Regions from separate parts of the Mus musculus genome. Here region 2 is linked to region 1. A link is a contact called in public promoter capture Hi-C data. All regions are on one chromosome and are shown on one strand. The core of a region is the stretch at or near the end of the contact, and the rest is flanking DNA. Distances in the headings are between cores, read along the strand shown.

The links. Capture Hi-C pulls out chosen DNA fragments and counts their contacts.
Region 2: a promoter capture Hi-C map of adipose tissue shows a contact between it and region 1. The contact joins the promoter of Jam3 here to the promoter of Glb1l2 in region 1. A contact is called at or near these places in 1 of 39 promoter capture datasets (pre-B cells), 1 of 484 Hi-C or Micro-C datasets (muscle stem cells) and 2 of 9 other capture datasets (adipose tissue and liver).

What each region holds. Positions count from the first base shown.
Region 1 is chr9:26,804,913-26,807,842 of GRCm38.p6, reverse strand. It overlaps Glb1l2 (galactosidase, beta 1-like 2), which reads left to right and starts at 1,375. Exons shown (of 19, transcript NM_001310768.1): 1 at 1,375-1,545. The coding sequence starts at 1,460.
Region 2 is chr9:27,153,969-27,156,898 of GRCm38.p6, reverse strand. It overlaps Jam3 (junction adhesion molecule 3), which reads left to right and starts at 1,478. Exons shown (of 9, transcript NM_023277.4): 1 at 1,478-1,608. The coding sequence starts at 1,533.

The sequences.
Region 1 (2,930 bases), core at 126-2,625:
AAATTCAGACCTGCAGCTGGAAAGATGCTCTACAAACCAATGCTCTGAGACACTGCTATAGTGTGTGTATATATGTGTGTGTGTGTGTGTGTGAATGTGTATGCGCATGTGCATGCACATATGTGTGGAGTTCCTGGAACTGGAATTAAAGGCTGTGTGAGCCACCAATGTGGACACTAAGAAATGAGTTTAGGTCCTCTGCTGTTAATGGCTGAGCCACCTCACCACAAATGTAAAATGTTAATTATGACTCTTTTAAAAATAAGAGTTCAGTGTGCTAGGTGTCCAGGCCTGAACTAGATCAGGGGAACTAAAGGCAGAATATTTTGGTCTTTATTTAGTGCTACTGAAACTTCAGTGACACTCAGCTCTCAAATAATCTTAAGTAAATTATTCAATGTCCTGGCTTTTAACATGAGTTATTACTTCAAAACCATTTTTCTTTTCAAACTTTGAGTTGTTTTAAAAGACATTGTCTTAGTCAGGGTTTCTATTCCTGCACAAACATCATGACCAGGAAACAAGTTGGGGAGGAAAGGGTTTATTCAGCTTACATTTCCACACTGCTGTGCATCACTGAAAGAAGTCAGGACTGGAACTCAAGCAGGTCAGAAAGCAGGAGCTGATGCAGAGGCCATGGAGGGATGTTCTTTACTGGCTTGCTTCCCCTGGCTTGCTCAGCCTGCTTTCTTATAGAACCAAGACTACCAGCCTAGAGATGGTCCCACCCACAAGGGGCCTTGATCACTAATGAGAAAATGACTTACAGCTGGATCTCATGGAGGCATCTTCCCAACTGAAGCTCCTTTCTCTGTGATAACTCCAGCCTGTGTCAATTTGACACCCAAAACCAGCCAGTACAGACATTTTTTTTTTTTTTCATTCACCTGTCAGGCACACTTAATTCTTGCTTATAATGAAATGCTGTGGGGAGTGACTTTCTCCCAGTTTGAATATTCAAAGATGCAGCAATAGTTCTATACCTCTCAAACAAACAGGCCCAATAGTTCTATACCTGTCTGCACTCATATGTAGGAAAAGACCCTCAACTTAAGTGCCTCTGCGATTCAGAGTGAGAACCAGGCTGACATGGGAAGTTGTTAGCTGTTAGGTACTTGATTCCTATTTAAACTCAGTAAGCAGGCAACTTCAGCTGCGGAACACTCAGACAAGTTTGGGCCTGGGCTGAGATCGCCCCGCCCCTCGACAGCCCCGCCCCCTGACAGGCCAGCTCCGCCCCTCCCTGTCCTGGTCTCCAGCCGATCCCTTGTCTGTGCAAGGCCCGGGAATGGAGGCGGGACCATAAACCTCAGCCAATGGGCGCCAGTGGGCTGGGCTGGCCGTAACATGGTTGCCCAGGTAACCAGTGAGCGGCCCCGCCCCTCCGGGCCAAGGCTTTGGCGCGCCTCTGAGTGTTGCTGGAGTGGGAACCCGGGTGTCTACCAGCAGCGTTTGCAAGATGCCCAAGTGGAGTCTGCGGCGGAGGCCAGGCCGCACACTCGGACTCCTGCTGCTGCTGGTCTTGAGCTTCCTGGTGCTCCGCAGGTGAGAGAACGCTCCGCCCAGCACCTATGGGACTCCTTTGGTCCCAGCCCAACACCTCAGGTTCTGGTCTGCCACAAATCTGGGAAACCGCGACTCTAATCTCTTAGAGCGCTCCAACAGCCTGGAGTCCCTTCGAGCCTCCAATCATTCTTACCCTGCCTCTGGGTAAAGCAGGCAGGCACAGCCCTGTCAGTCCCTAGGGGTCAGTGTGTTGAGTTTCGCAGCGTTCCATACTTGGTGCTGGACTCTGCTGTTCATAGTCACGTCCAGTCCTGTGGGAAGATCGACAGAACTGGCCTTCTCGTTTCTCTTCAGACACCCCCATCACTCCATGTAGCACCCACTGCTTTTCTTCCAAACCCCTACATTTCTTCCCAAGCTGGAAGTCTCTATTCTGCAAGGTTAGTGTTGTGATGTTTACCGTGAAGGTGATGTCCATGGGCTTCTCTCAGACTCTCAGCCCTGATTTACACCGCACTGCTGTTTATGTCTGTCCACTTTCCTCCTTCACTTTTGTACGGCCCCCTTTTATGAACGCTATTTGTCCCAGTCGGTGGTGTTCATTGAAAGAAAGGTTTACCCACTGCTCATGAACAAGTTTTCTGGTGATCTACTCCAGAAGGTTTCCAAAGCATATCTATTTATAGGAGTCACCGGCCTGACGATCTTCCAGGTCAATGCCTGGCGCTTTACATATTCAAACTCTCCAGTGTTGCTGGGAAGCTTGGCAGCAACATGGAGTAATTTGTCAGTAGACTTGAGGTCAGCCTTGAGAACTGGTGGTAGCTTACCACCCTTAGTTTTGTCTTTGGTTCCTTTCTTCATTTACCTGAATCAGAGACTAGGGCTTTTAATTTTTTTTTATTTTTATTTAAGATCTGAGTCCTTTTTGCTGCCGTGAGAACACATTTGGAAACTTCACGTGGACACCCTTTCAAGACTTACATCTCTTTGTTTCTGAGAGGATGTCATATTGTTTGAGATGAAACTAGATCTTTTCTCATTCTAGGGTCCAGGAAACTCCTAAGGCCTTTTGTTTCCTTAGTTGTTCCAAACACTTTCTTATTCATTCGAACTGCCCTTTCTTTGAATTTTAGTCATGGCTTCTGTCAAATTCTCAGCTTTCCCCAGGGGCACGGTTGATGTAACTCCATTGGTATTACTCCAGGCTGAGGCAACACAAGCTCTTGCATAGAGCAGGGAACCATGGAGCTGGAGCTCCAGAGAAATAGTTGCTTGTTTTTGATCGAAGTACACCTGTCCCTGCAGGTGACTCAGAGAGGTGACTGATGAGGGATGAGCCTGGTCAGGTAGCATTTTCTAATAGTCCTCAGGAAAATGTGTGGGAAGGAGGAGGGACACTTGTCACCCAGCAGGACACTGAT
Region 2 (2,930 bases), core at 229-2,728, 350 kb before region 1:
GAAACCCTGTCTTGAAAAACCAAAAAAAAAAAAAAAAAAAAAAAAAAAAGATCTTGTTGTGTTTTCCTACCCTACCCTTCCTATTTCCTACTATTCAGAATTCAGAGCAAGGCTAGTAAAATGGCTTAGTGGGTACCACTCCTCGATCCTAAAGCCTGGAAACCTGAATTTGATCCCTGGAATCCCTGTAAAGGTGGATGAAAGTCAATTTCATGAACTCTGACCTCCACATCATCAACTCTGACCTCCATATGCTCATTGTGGCATATACCTCCTGTCATGTACTCCTGTACTCATACAAAGGTGATGATGGTGATGGTGATGATGATAAAATAACGAACCCTTTTTAAAATGAAAAAGAAGGCTGGGGAGATGGCTCAGCAGTTAAGAACACTTGCTGCTATTCCAGAGGACCCAAGTTCAGTTCTCAGCACCCACACCAGGCATACTATTTGTTAACTCTGCGCCTCTGGCCTCTCAGGGAACCCACACTTATTTTCACACATCTCACATGCAGATATACACACATACATATTGTTAAATTTATAAAAAATTTAAAGAATCCAGACATGGTAGTGCTTGCCTTTAATACTAACTCTTGGAAGCAGACAAAATTGGGCTTATGTGAGTTTGAGGCTAGCCTGGTCTATTTAGCCTTCAAGTTCCAGGGTGGCCAGGTCTATATAAGTAAAACTGTCAAAAAAAAAAAAAAAGTAAAAAATTCAATGGCAAGAATTACCCCTGTATTGTGTAGGATAAACTGTTGGGGATACCAGTATCCTTTAGCTCTACCATAGAAATGAATTATCCTTCTACATCAACTTATTGCATTTATGTACTTGGCGTATCTTGCTAATATTTATGCAGATTTCAGCATTTTCTCCTTTCATTACTTTTGGAATCAGGACCTCTATAGGTGTGAAAATACTGTTTCAAAAATTGTCATGATTTTATTTGTAAAATAACACACATTTCCTTAAAAATGATTTATTTTATTTCATGTGTATGAGTGTTGTGCTTGCATGTTTAGTGCCACACACCACAAGCATGTTTAGTGCCGTCAGAGGTCAGAAGAGGGCGTCAGATCGCCTGGAACTGGAGTTACAGGTGGTTGTGAACCACAATATGGGTGCTGGGAATGGAATCTGGGTCCTTGTAAGAGCAACAGGTGCTCTTCACTGCTGAGCCATCTCTCCAGCCCCATCATTCCCTAAATCTTAATGGAGTAATCCTTCTTAGATCTGTAGCGATAATCTACAGTTTCATAAATCTACCCCGCCTCCCTCCCAGACACGCTTTTTAATTCTCTTCCCGCTAAGTTCATCGACAGAGGTAGCACCTGGAAGCACTGAGCATCTTTGCATCCATAGCAACCAGACTTGAGCTTTCTCGGTCACTATGGTGCCGGCTCGGCCGAGGCCGCGTGGTCGCTATGGAAACTGGAGGCGGGTCGCAGGGTCCAAGCAGGCTGGGCGCATGCGCACGAGGCCGGTTCTCCGCTCCGAGCCTGAGCCCCTCACATTCCCCTCGACATGGCGCTGAGCCGGCGGCTGCGACTTCGACTGTACGCGCGGCTGCCTGACTTCTTCCTGCTGCTGCTCTTCAGGGGTGAGTTGACGCTTCAGTGCCGCTAGGAAGTGTGTGGTCTGTGCCGATGGGGACAGAGCGGCCCGGGCCGCGGTGGAATAGCGGTTTCGGCTCCCACGACTCCAGGTCCGGCCGAGAAGCTGAGGGGTGGCCTCTGCGGGAGCGTGGCGGGCGAGGCTCCGTGAGCGGTCGGGTCGGGTCCGGTCTCGGGCAGACCCGCGTGGATGCGGCTGGTCCCGTACAGGGACACGGCCCTCTAGAAGGACCGTGGCAGATGCCTCACGGGCTCTAAAACTTGCTGGAGGAAACACCCCATCAGCAAGCAGTGTGGTACCCAGAAGTCGTGGAGGACAAGCGGCTTGGGAAGCTCCAGAGGCCTGTCCTCCCAGGAGCTGCTAGGGTCAACAAAGAAGCTGAACTGGGCAAGGCCAGCCAGCCTTGTGCGGAGATGGGGACTGCACAGGGATGAGCATCTTTGTTGCAGCGTGGTGGAGGAGACCCTGACTCCCAAATAGCATCTGGATCATTTGATCCCGACACACTGCTAAACTTGAAAGTTTTGCTCATTTCTTTCCAGTGGAATTCCTGGGAGACAGTATCTCCCTGGTCGGTTGGGCGAAAAGCACTGTAAAGTTTACTTTGCAGTTACTTTCCATAAATACCACAGGGCACTTCGAAGCTATTATCTCAGTCCTTAAAACAGCTCAGTGAAGTGGGTTTGTGAACCCATTTTTAGAGGCGAATATTAGTCTTCTTTAAAAAAATTTTTTTCATTAAGAACTGACGGCCAAACAAGTAGTGGCAAACTTAAGGTTTCATAAGGCACCACTCCTTCTTCAGAAGGTAACCCAACCCGGACCACTCCTCAACCCTTGGTTTGTTCCTTGGCTTTGCTGACGCCTACGATGTTCTCCAGAGTATACAAATTAATACACCAAAGCACTGTTGGGAGTGGGGGGTGGTCAGGCAAGAAGACAAAGCGCTTTTGTGTTTGACGCTTATTCTAGTGGGGTGCTCAGGGTGGTGGTAGAAAACAGGGGCTCTGGTGCAGAAGTGTTGGAAACAGGCTTCTGTAGCAAGGATGAGGCTTAGCATACATTTTTTTTTTTACCATATATTTTGCTTGATTTTAAATTTTAAAGCCAAATGCAGTTGGGAGATAGAGCTGACCCGAGGCTAGCCAGGGGACAGGAGTGTCAGCAATGTCCAACTCCCACTGTGCTGGTGCCACTGGCACGTACTATTCACAGACTAGAACAACTCCCTATTGTTGGAGAGATTCCCTCACATGAAATTCTGCAGTTTTTATTGGAGAAAATATTTTGCAGTTGACTTGAGGGATG